Linked DNA regions of Mus musculus: regions 1, 2 and 3 are each linked to region 4. A link is a contact called in public promoter capture Hi-C data. All regions are on one chromosome and are shown on one strand. Each heading gives the region's core, a stretch centred on a gene start, on an enhancer-like site or on the middle of the called end of the contact. The rest is flanking DNA. Distances are from core to core; before and after follow the strand shown.

Region 1 (3,061 bases), core at 331-2,830, 450 kb before region 4:
GTAGTGGCATCCTACACCACGAGGATGACAGAAATTCCCCCAAGAACTTTCCTAAAGCCACTATGTGACTGATTACATTTATGATCTGGGCACAAACTCTACAATGTCCCTAAATCTTAATAAAGATTTTAATTAATGTCCTCTTGTTATTTTACTAAAGAGACCCTAACTCAGTACAGCTAACCAAAATGACTGTGGTGGGAGTGTAATGTATGAGAAGAAATAAAATAAAATAAAGTAGTGACCACAAAGCACGTTTGCACAAAGAACTTGCAAGAGGTTCTACCATGCACCATTAAGTTTGTCCTCTAGATGTCTGATACAAGTGGTTTGGAATTCATTGGGCTCTGGAACTTTTAGATATTCCTCTGGAGACTCTAATGAATAGCCATGGTTGTATGTCATGGAAGATGCCCCTTTCACTCTACAATCTGAGGGTGGTGGGGCAAGGAGAGGGAACTAGGATGGCCAGTGAACTTGTACAAGAAAACGGAGACAAGTAAATGTTCGATGCTTCTTCATGGAAGCTGGGCCCTTTCTTCAGTGATGAGCGTCAGCTAACAGGCCACCGAAGTGCTGGTGGCTGAATTTCCACCCACTAATACGTTCATGACATTCGGATGGTTATCATAAGACCTTGTTCGCAGTTACCACTGTGATGATATTATGGTTGTTTTATGGGTGCCTTAAAGAGCTAGCAAAGCCATGTAATTATAACCCTCCGTGCCTGTTACTACCTCTCTTCTTTAGCACTGCGATGATAGTATCTAAGCAAAACTGTGATTTTACTGTAGCCTGTGCATTTGAAATGATACACTCCATTCAGTGTGGTCTGCCGCACGAGATAGTGTAAGAGCCCTGCAACAATGTACCCTACCAAGCCAGAAGTGACATTTGCATCCAAGGCCCTCCCAGGCAGGGACACCCTGGACCAGAGTTGGCTCTCATTTTCTCCTCCGTTTCCGCAGATAAGGTTTAGCCTGAAAAGCAGTTCAACTCAGAGAATAGGATGAGCTTTCTCTTTCCCCTCATCTGCCTCTTGCTCTTGGCATTTTGGAATGCCCAGACTGCCAGGACAGTAACTTGAGCTTCCAAATTAATCAAAACACATAGTGCCCAGTTCAAGCCCTGGCAGAGAAGCCCGGGAGCCAAGTAAGCTCTCCTCTGCTGACCCCAAGGCCACAACTTCCCCAGCCACCACCCCTTAGATGCTAAAATGCTTTTGGTCCCAGGCAGGTGCCCTGACGCTGGGGCGGTGCCTGTCTGAGGGCGGCTTACCTGGGGAGCAACCGGGCAAAGAAGGAACAGCAGGGTAGCAGGCAGACCAGACAGGCTCCTCGAGGTTATGGCTGGAGGGAATCCACCCGTGACCGTGACCGTGTTCCTCTCCCCAGCCTGTCCAGCCTCAGGTCTGCGTGCTGGCTGCGAGTTGAAGGCCGGCAGCCGATGGGCAGTCCCTAGAGCTGCCAGCAAACTTGGCCTCCGGAGTTGCAGACTCCCGCGCGCCTCCCGCTTAATCTGGGCAGGGCTGCTGGCCACTCCCCCCACCCTGTGCAGCCACCTCCCTACCGCACACCCCTAAATTCCTCACGTTGACCTGCACCCGCTAGGCACCGAAGTCCCAGGATCTCAGGGACATCACATCTTTCACTCTGACCCCTGGAGCTGCGCCCACCTGCCTGCTCTGCGGGCGCCCAACCTTTTCTCACTTCCTGGGCAAGATGCCCGGTTGAAGGGACAGTGCCTGGCGAACTGGGAGGGAGAGGGGACGAGGGCGGAACCTCAGCCACTTCTCCCCTCCCTTAGAGTCACAATCAAAAGCTTGGGTGAGGACAAACAGACCTCAGTGGGTCGAGCCCTTACAAAACTCGCCCCAGTGGGCCAGCAAGGCGAGCGTCACTGCGGGGCCTCTCCAATCTGTGTCCCGCCGGGGACATGGACGCCTGAGAACCCGTGGGTCCGGTAGGTCACAGAACACAGAAAACACCGGGACTCGGGACCGTCATGCACTCCAAGACTGCTCCAAGGTTCCTGGTGTTCCTGCTGCTTACCCTGCTGCTACTCCTGGCTGCCTCTCCTGTGGCTAGCAAGGTGAGTGCCTGAAAGGTTGTGCAGATCCCACCGCAGCAGAGCTATGCCTGTCTCCTGTGAGACAAGCCAGTGCCACTCACTAGGGTTCTGTCTTTGAGTCACTATCTGGAGGGTTGCTCAGCTGCGGGCTCCTCCTGAGTCCCAGGATGGGCTAGCAGCACACAACTCTGAGGAACAGGTGGAATGTGCTGCGCTGGAAGAAGTGGAGAGCCAGTTAGTGGTCCAAGACCCCAGGAGTCCCAGATAGAGGAACAAAAGCTTACAGAGAACAGAAAATGGATAGCAATAATTAGGTTACAGACAGGCAGATGATGATATGGATGGACCTAAGATAACTGATGATAATAAATATAATGTAAGTGATATAAGGTATATGATGATGATAAGCAAAAAGGCAGAGGTAAGAGGTATATAGATAATAGATGGATGATCAGATAGATGAGTTTGGTAGTAGATGGATGGATGGATGGATGGATGGATGGATAGAGAGGTAGGTAGGTAGAGATAGATAGATAGATAGATAGATAGATAGATAGATAGATAGATAGATAGATAGATAGATGAAAATAATGACCAAGGTTCTGAAGGTGTAATGTCAGGATGGTGAATGAATGAAGTGCACCAGCCTGGGAGGAAATTCCTCCTTGGAGTCTCAGCTCTGCTCCTTCCAGACCTCACCTTAACTCTGACTTCACTGGGGCTCAGTGTTTCTTTGGACTCTCTGGACACAAAAGCCATCACGGTTAAAAAAAAAAATCAAGACACAGAACTTACATTAGGATGAATTAAGCAATTTTGTGATGATTTTGGTTTTTATTTGGAATTTGGGTCACCCTGTGCTCACTTGAATCTACTCCATAATGCTTGGTTTTTTGCCACTAAAGATAAAAATCTCCTTGAAACTACGAGGAGCCTAGAAGGAGCTGGCTAGGTTTCAGTTTGTGAATCAGAAATTTAACTTTTCAGATGC
Region 2 (2,739 bases), core at 75-2,574, 340 kb before region 4:
TCTTAGGTTAGAACGACATAGCCAAGCTTCTAACAAAAACATAGATGGGGTGACTTCAGTGATGCCTGCTTTCTCAGAGTCTGGAAACCAGAACACTGAGACCAAAGTGCTGGTAAGACTTGGTTCCTGTGAGACCTCTGGGCTTGGCTAGAGCCGCCTCTTCCTGTCTCCCCTTGTTTTTGCATTCTGATCTCTTACAAAGATGCCACTAGTGTTGGTTTAGAGTTCTCACTTTCATTTAACTTTACAAAATATTTAAAATACATTTTTAGCTTTATTTATTTATTCATTTATTTATTTATTCATTGTATGTGGGGGTGGTGAGTAGCATCCATGTGGAGATCCAGGGGCATCGTGCAAGAACTTGTGGGAATCAGTGCACTCCTTCCATCGTGTGGATCCTAGGGATCAAATTCAGGTTGTCAGGCTTGGCTGCAAGCACCACTACCCACTTAGCCATCTTGTCAGCCCCAATTTTTGACAACCATATCGCTAAACACAATGGTTTTCTGACGCACTGGGGATTAGGACTTTAGTCTATAAATTTATGATGAATATAATTCCACCTGTAGTGCTATTTCAATTCTTTTTTTTTCCATGACATAATTCTGATCTGGTTCTTGCTATCCGTGTTAACTTATAACAAGTGTTTGTTTTGTTTTATTAAAAACAATTGCTTGACTGGAGATGAAACTCAGTAGTGTAGTATTTCCTTACATACACATGGTCCTAGGTTCAATTCCCAGCCCTGGCAGGAGGAGGGAAAGAAAAAAATGTATTTTTAAAAAATATTTATTTGTTTGTTTGTTTATTTTATATATATGAATACACTGAAGCTGTCTTCAGACTCACCAGAAGAGAGCATCAGATCCCATTACAGGTGGTTGTGAGCCACCATGTGGTTACTGGGAATTGAACTCAGGATCTCTGGAAGAGCAGTCAGTCAGTGCTTTTAACCACTCATCATCTTCTCCAGCCCTGAAAAAAAAATGTATTTAATAAATCTAAAACACACACAAAAACTTGCTAAACTATTAAGTTACAGCTACAGGTTACATGAATATAGCATTTAAGTGAGGGATTTGATAGGTTTGCAGTTAGCTCCTGATTTTAGCAGTTAGTCATATATTGAGCAATTTGTATAAGGATCGAACCTAAGTTGTTGGGCTTGGCTACAAGCAACTTTAGCCACTGAGCCATGTTGTCAGCCCTAATTAAAAAAAAAAAAAAAAACACATTGCTAAATACAATGGCATTCTGAATAGCTGGGTGTTAGAACTCCAACATAGAAGGGAAATCACAGCTGTGTGGTTTCCAGGAGAATGCTTTTCAGAACGAGTGTCTGAGGTGACCTGTCAGGAATTTCCTTAAGGGCAGCCTGAGCACGGCTGACAGAGGAACTGACTGAGTAGCCAATGTAACTAATTACTTATTATCTTGGTGTTCTTTTGCTCTCCTCTCTCTGCATCTTTAGGAAAACCAGGTCCTGCTGGTGATTTGGGTCTGAAAGGACAGAAAGGCTTCCCAGGCCCTCCAGGAAGCACTGGCCCTCCAGGTACCGTTTTAAAATTTATTCTACTCCTCTGTCTAGAGAAAACACACTTTCTCCTTGAGATTCAACCAAGTTTACTGTTCTGTCTCTTGCAGAATAGTGACATTGGTAACACTCCCTAATTGAAGTATCTGTCAGTATCATGGTCATCTCAGGATAGTACTAATCTATGATAGGTTTTTGGGTGTTTTGTTTTGTTTTACTATGAATGTAGTTCCACATAACTACAGTTCTGAAAAATCAGTATCTTTGAGCACTTTCCACCTCTCTCACTGGTATTCACAGTAGGCCATCAGAAGTGGGCCCTGTCTTTGAGTGGCATGATTTAGGTTTCTGTTTGTTTCAGGCCCTCCAGGACTCCCAGGACTTCCTGGGCCAATGGGTATGAGAGGTGACCAAGGACGTGATGGAATTCCTGGTCCTCCAGGAGAAAAAGGAGAAACAGGTACAGCCTGCTCTTCATCTATATATCCAAATTAATGAATCATATATATATATATATATATATATGTGTGTGTGTGTGTGTGTGTGTGTGTGTGTGTATACACATATGTGTGTGTGAATCTATATACATATGCATACACTATATATTATATTTTAATTGTATATGATATAGGATATATTATTTATATATTATATAATATGTAGCATGTATAAGTATATATAGATTATGTAATTTATATTATATATAATTTAATATATAAATATATAACATAAAATTCTAGATAATTATATATAATATATTATAAAATATTATAAATAAATTAAATTAATATTTAATATAATAAATTAAATTTATATTTATTATATATTTATTTATAATATATAAATTTATAAACTACAATATATAATATAATATAAATTATAAATATATCATATATTATTGTATATGTATATTATAATTATAATATATTGTGTATATTATATGTTATTATATTATCATAGAATATAATAATTATCATAGGATATGTATGTGTATGATATGTAATTATTATATATGATACATATAAATATACAATAATTATATATATAATTATATATATAATATAGTGTGTGTGCAAATGTTTATGGAGTCATTCATGCCATAGCCATTTTGTGGAAGGCAAGAGGATGATCTACAGGGGTTGATTTTCCCTTTACCCCACATGGGTCCTGGGGGACTGAGGTCACGTCACTAGTGGAGATGT
Region 3 (2,989 bases), core at 406-2,905, 310 kb before region 4:
TAGCTTCTAGCTCCTAAGTCCCTAATACTGGGATTTCAAGAGTGTGGCACCAGGCTCAACTATAATATGGAACAGATTGTAAAAAAAAAAATTCTTTAACCCTGGTTGGTTGTCACCAAGGATGAGAAACAGTGGGTGAAGTTGCTAGGTTATGAAAATAGAGGCACACGTCGTATTTCCTGATTTGGCTTCCCGTCTATCCTTCTATGAGCAAGTATGGTTCTTGCCTTCCAGAGGGGAGCCACAAGTTGGGTGTTTAGATTTGAAAGAGATTTCTGACCCCTACTATCTTGAAACCCAATTCAGCTTCCCCTTTTCTCGGATTCTTAATTTGTAAGTTTTAGGGAAATCACAATTAGACTGCTGAAGAATTACTTCCAATATTTAGTTATATATGCAAATTCGCGGGCCACCATAAGAATTTTTATTCAGGCGTTCCTTTAAAACAGGTTACCAGTTTACCTGCAAACGCAAGGTTCTTAAAGATCGCAAAGTCTAGAAACCCCCTCAACAGGAATCACCTGAGACGGAAGTACTTTGCCCACGACAAAAATGGCTCCGCGTCGACGTCTCAGGAGCCTGCATGCAACATCCGCCCTTCTCTCGTCACATGACCAGAAACCTACTTCCGCTACGGCTCCTGGAAGGGGTCAGTCCTGGCCGTTCTCGCGTCTGTCCCGGCCCGTCGCGGCCGCTCCGCCGCTTCTTTGCCCGGGCGCCTCGGTGCGCTCGGTCAACGGCCTCTGCGAGCGCTCACCCGAGTGCCCCGGAGCCGGCGGGCGGCGACCCTCTCTCCGGGGACTCTCCAGCAGGCCCAGGGTGAGTGCTCTAGTCTCCCCAAGCAGGACTCCGGGCCTAGCGCCGCGGCAGTGACACCCCTCTCCAGACTGGGCGGAGCGGCCCCGGCCTTGGCCCGTCATCAGGTCCCTGCCCTGTAAATATTTGGGACCGGCTTCTTCACCGTTTCTACCTCCGCATCTTGTTCTGTGAAACAAAAATCGAATTTTACTGACAAAACGAAAAACACCTATTAGTTTGGGGTTAGGAAACGGAAGGAAGCCTGTGAGTTTGGATCTGGGCTTTTTCGGGCATCTCTTCCACGGGCCCAAGCACCTCGCAGTTTGACCTTGAGTCTGTCGCGTTTAAAAGTAACTCTTTGTTTTGTGTAAAATCCGTATAACTAAAGGCCTTTGGGAGACCCCGGGCTGGCCATAGCATCCTTGCTCGCTGGAGGCGTTGCGGGCTATACCCCCGCACCCCACGCTAAGCTGGGGTCCAGGTCCCCCATAGCCCCTGACCTCCATTTGCTAAAAACTTGTCATTGCAAAACAAACAAGCAAACAAAAACAAGAAACAAACAAACAAACCAGCGTCCCAGTCCCACTAGCTCAGGAGCAGGACGCATTTTCTGGGAAGAGCAACGCTGTCTCTGAATTGGTGGTGCTCTCTAATTCCAGAAGACTAAAACTTGTGCCCAATAATGCTAAGCAGGCCTCCCACGGGGAGCCAGTGAATGGGGATGCCCTTTTTCCCAGGTGAGAAACATTCCTTTCTCCCTCAGTCGCTTTGGCTACTAATGAGATTCCCCAAAGAAAAACCTTTAGGGAAAGTAGGACCATTGAGCCCTATTTAGTATTCTGAGCGCAACTAGATTGCTTGAGGAGGGGTGTGTATGTGTGTTTATATGTGGATAACGGGTTGTCTAATTTTTGGTTTCGAGGACCTGTGAATTGAGATAGCTCCTCAGTGGTGTCTCTGAGTACATGTTTTTTTACTGAACTACTGGAAGGAACTGTGTTAGCTCTCTTCCTGTCTGATAGGGCTGCCTCATTTTAGATTTACAAAGTTTCTTCTGTTACTCTCTCCTTGCTGTTGTGACATTTTTGTTGTTAATAGATACGGGGGGGGGGGGTCCCTTTAGTAGGTTTTTGGGTTGTTTATATAATTCTAGATGTGAGCCCCCTGCCATATGACTACCCAACAAAGATCCCGTAGAATCTCTCTACTCTTAATTTCTACAGAAAGTTTGTATGTTACATGATGCCAGTTCTTGCTGGTGTTTCCTCAGCCTCTCGGAGCCCTTTGCAGAAAGTCCTTGCCTGTGCCTGTGTATCTTCAAGGTTTTGACTCAGAGCTTCAGCAGTTCTTAGATTAGACCTTTGATTCACTGCGACTTAATTTTTTTAAATAGTTTTGGTTTTGTTACATATGTTTATATGCGTACAGCAAGTTTATGGTTCAAAGGTAGTGAATATTAATTAAGGGTAAATAGTCCCTTAAAAATAGATTTGTGTTTTTAAAAATGAAAGCCAACCTAAAGAAGAAATTGAGTGTAATGTACGGGACCCCGATGAAATTGGAAAACATTGCGGATGTTTGGGTGTGGCCTAGAAAGTGGAGCTGTGGTATCAGATAGGAGTCTGAAGGAGATTTATCTCAAGGTATACAACAAGCATGTAATGACCAAAGACGTGGGAGTAAAACCTTAGCCCCAAATTAAGTTTATTTGTTACCAAAGAATACCCAAAGTACCATAGTTTTAATGAGAAAGAAAAAATAATTAGGTCCTCCTCTGTTTTATTGAAACATACAATCTAAAAACTGAGGCAGTAGTATTGTCTTAATACAGTCCTCATTTTGTGGTAACCAACTATAAAATTATTACTGTTGTTAGTTCATAACTGCAATTTTGCTATTGTCATGAATTGTATTATAAATATCACAAAAGTGTCCAACCACTGTGGTAGTCACTCAACAACCATAGGGGTCGAGACCCTCGGGTTGAGAGCTGCTGCCTTACATGGTGACTGTCTGTTCTAAGACATCAAAATTTGGTACTTTTGAAATTCTTTGTTTATTAGTGTAAAGTTGTAAATCTTTGTGGCTTTTATTTAAAGATTTTCTAGCTAAGTCCCTAACAACGGTATCATCTAGTTTCTCAGTCGCTGTTCTCCTCCCGCAGGGATAAAAGTGGCTCTCACCCTAGCAC
Region 4 (2,983 bases), core at 179-2,678:
CCAGCTATGCTTGAGTCACCTGTATCTCCCTGGCTCCAGCTGTGCTAATCTTCTGATACAGAATAATAATAGCTCAGTGAGATGACTCAGGTAAGAGCTCTGGCCAGGGTGTATTCCATTCAGCTCTCAGCACAGGGCAGCTAAGCCTATTTCTCAGCACAAATAACAGATACTACCAGAACCGCAGGTGTTTCTGGGTTCTTACCGTTTAAGGATAGTTTTCAAAGAAGTTGACAGCAGAAAACTTTATGTGAATGGCGAGGGGTTTGGAGGCAGAATAAAATTCATCTTGGACTATTTATGCCTGTTAGATAAAACAAATTAAAGAAGGCCATCGGAACAAGTGCCAGTAGTCATCTACAGCTAACTTACCACTATTCGTCTGCCTACGTTACTGCCAAACAAAGACAATAACCCTGAAATGACCTGTACAGTCTTCACTCTTTCTATAAAACTACCTCTTTTTTTTTTTTTTTTTTTTTTTTTTTTTTTTTGCCCAGCCCGTGGGAGCGCTACCTTATGCAATGAAGTGTCTTTTCTAGAACCCCTTTGGAGCATTAAACTAAACTGCTCCAATCGTGTCCTATGACACTGTTGAATTCTCAAGCTGTATTTTCTATTACAGAATTTGTTCCAATAGCAAAACGGACTAAACAAAGTTGATAGGTCCATTGCTGCTACTACCGAGGCAACCCGAAGAAAAACATATTTGAAAAATTAGTTAATGTCTTAGCTTAAAAATGCATGTTTAATGCAAAAAATGCCTTGAGAGACAGCAGCGCGCGTGGATCCTGGCAGAATCAGACTCTTTCCAGTTTTAGAAAACATTTTTCTTACGGAGGGAACACCGACCTGATTGATAGATGCCTGGTTTTATTTTCATTTCCATTAAGATAGTTCTCAACAGTCTTGGTTCTTTTAATTTCAAAGTTCACCTTTTCTTTCCTCTTTTGGAGGTAACTTCTCATTTCCTGGCTTGGGATTTGGCATTCTGTGCTAAAATTGCTTTTTAGCTAAAACCTGGGAAGCTGGGTGTGACCATGGCAGCTGCTGACACGAGAACAGAATGGTGGTTTTTACTTAATCTGCTCTTAGGGAGGGCTGTATAGGAATCCGGGCTAGACCACGTTGGGTAGGTTTCAGCAGGCCAGGAAAGCAGCAGACAGAAGGTCCCAGAAACTGAAGCAAGCCTGTTTACAGGCTGGCGCAGGCGTACGGCGTACGGCGGCTGCGCAGGCTCCTCTACTGTCTCCCACCCCCACCCCGCCTCCAAATTAGAGAGGGGAGAGGAAAGGCGGGCGGCCCAGGGTTTCTGGACTTTAATTAACTACGCTCCGTGGGAGGTCTTACCTATAGAAAGCTAGTGCTGCTCACTTGTCCCGGATATGTAGCACTTTCAGCTATGTGGGTCGGCGATCTCAAGTAAAGATGGACTTGGTCACCGGGTCAGTCCCGCAGGACCAAAGCCGCGCCCAACTTTGCATATGCTAATGAAGCCCCCAGGTCTTTGATCCGGAGGCTAGAAGCAGAGGTCCCTCAGCCAGTTTGTAAAGCGCTAAAAAAGTGAAGCCAGTACCTGAAGAGAGCAACCTCAAGCAATGTGCTGACTCTCCACGTCAACGTAGTAGGGCAAGAAGAAGGGAAACCAGGTCTGATCCTCTGCTCCATTTGTCTCTTCCTATGAATTCGTTTATTTCAACTAACAATCAGGAGAAAGGTAGACTGTGATTTCCAGTTTGCAAACGAAGAAAAGGACTACTAAAGAGGCAGAGCTGTTAGGCTTAGAGAGGCATAGCTTTCGGTTAGGACATTCTGGCCTCAGAGCCAAATTTATAAGCACTGTCCCTCCAGACCCCAACGTTATGGGCGGGTGTTTTCCTGGCGCTTTAAGAGTGTTTTGGTACAAATAGTTCATATTTGGCACAAACGGTTCCCAGGTCCTTGTGCCACAGGTATGTTCCACTGAGCTATATATACCAGCTCCCAAAGGCTTTTAAATTTAACTTTACTTATTTAACATAGATTTCCTACTGGTTAAAATGGAAATACTTAAAATTTTAAAAATTAATTTAGGGAAGTAAACAATAGTCCTCCAAAGAAACACTGCTTGACTTTACAGCAACCCCAGCAAGCAGAAATGACCTTGGTTAACAGTCTTGAACCTCCGCACCTCTACTTTGGATTTTCCTCCTGCCTCCCCACCGTGGTTTATGTAAAGGCTGCCTGTGAGTGTGGAGCCACGCCTTGGGTGTGGGAGAATTCTGTGCATTGGGCAACACTGTTTTAGCAAAACTGGCTCTCCCAGAAAGTGTGTGACATAGTTTGAAAGGTGAAAGGTAGTGTCGTGGTCTGCTCCATACCCATCAGTGAGAGACAGATTGGGAGAAGTTACTCTGAATCCTGTGTTGGAAAGGGTGAGAGTAGCCACACAGGAGGGGCTAGCCATGCTTACATAGTTACTGACTTGCATGTGGCTCTTGGCAAATTTCTGCACTCTTCTCCACATTTGCATGTAAGAAAATCACACTAAAAATCACTTATTAAGAAGTTATTAATTATATATAATTATATATTTTAAAAATATATAAAAGTATAATTATATATGCTATGTATCTGTCAGTCACTCCTCCAGGTGGTTTAACTCTATCGATGCTAACCTTTTCTTTGTGGAAAAGATCTCCCAGGAACAAAACACCCATGGAAGGAGTTACAGAGACAAAGTTTGGAGCTGAGACGAAAGGATGGACCATCTAGAGACTGCCATATCCAGGGATCCATCCCATAATCAGCTTCCAAACGCTGACACCATTGCATACACTAGCAAGATTTTGCTGAAAGGACCCAGATGTAGCTGTCTCTTGTGAGGCTATTCTTGGGCCTAGCAAACACAGAAGTGGATGCTCACAGTCAGCTATTGAATGGATCACAGGGCCTCCAATAGAGGAGCTAGAGAAAGTATCCAAGGAGCTAAAGGGATCTGCAA

Evidence for each region. Promoter capture Hi-C pulls out the DNA fragments that hold promoters and counts their contacts.
Region 1: a contact with region 4 is called in a promoter capture Hi-C map of the HPC-7 cell line, with 4 times the contacts expected there. The contact joins the promoter of Col4a3 here to the promoter of Slc19a3 in region 4. A contact is called at or near these places in 10 of 39 promoter capture datasets (the C10 cell line, the HPC-7 cell line, HPC-7-derived erythroid cells and 5 more), 1 of 115 datasets of contacts at active chromatin or transcription factors (pancreatic cancer cells) and 2 of 9 other capture datasets (adipose tissue and liver).
Region 2: a promoter capture Hi-C map of the C10 cell line shows a contact between it and region 4, with 2.3 times the contacts expected there. The contact joins the enhancer-like site here to the promoter of Slc19a3 in region 4. A contact is called at or near these places in 4 of 39 promoter capture datasets (the C10 cell line, embryonic stem cells, liver and 1 more) and 2 of 9 other capture datasets (adipose tissue and liver).
Region 3: a contact with region 4 is called in a promoter capture Hi-C map of embryonic stem cells, with 2.1 times the contacts expected there. The contact joins the promoter of C430014B12Rik here to the promoter of Slc19a3 in region 4. A contact is called at or near these places in 14 of 39 promoter capture datasets (the 3T3-L1 cell line, 3T3-L1-derived adipocytes, the HPC-7 cell line and 9 more), 2 of 115 datasets of contacts at active chromatin or transcription factors (bone marrow-derived macrophages and trophoblast stem cells) and 3 of 9 other capture datasets (adipose tissue, liver and pancreatic islet).

Annotation. Positions count from the first base shown.
Region 1 is chr1:82,585,341-82,588,401 of GRCm38.p6, forward strand. Col4a3 (collagen, type IV, alpha 3) reads left to right here and starts at 1,581. Exons shown (of 52, transcript NM_007734.2): 1 at 1,581-2,091. The coding sequence starts at 2,005. It overlaps Col4a4 (collagen, type IV, alpha 4), which reads right to left and starts at 1,509. Exons shown (of 48, transcript NM_007735.2): 1 at 1,279-1,509.
Region 2 is chr1:82,694,782-82,697,520 of GRCm38.p6, forward strand. It overlaps Col4a3 (collagen, type IV, alpha 3), which reads left to right. Exons shown (of 52, transcript NM_007734.2): 39 at 1,475-1,555; 40 at 1,899-1,997. It overlaps C430014B12Rik (a long non-coding RNA gene), which reads right to left. Exons shown (of 4, transcript XR_865578.3): 3 at 853-978. Among named protein-coding and RNA genes, the nearest start is that of Mff, 29 kb to the right of the region's middle. Within about 2 kb of position 1,325, at least 3 of the 459 cell types and tissues checked have an H3K27ac peak or open chromatin away from gene starts, as enhancers often do.
Region 3 is chr1:82,724,266-82,727,254 of GRCm38.p6, forward strand. C430014B12Rik (a long non-coding RNA gene) reads right to left here and starts at 1,656. Exons shown (of 4, transcript XR_865578.3): 1 at 522-1,656. Mff (mitochondrial fission factor) reads left to right here and starts at 625. Exons shown (of 9, transcript NM_029409.3): 1 at 625-819; 2 at 2,963-2,989.
Region 4 is chr1:83,037,020-83,040,002 of GRCm38.p6, forward strand. Slc19a3 (solute carrier family 19, member 3) reads right to left here and starts at 1,429. Exons shown (of 7, transcript NM_030556.2): 1 at 1,351-1,429.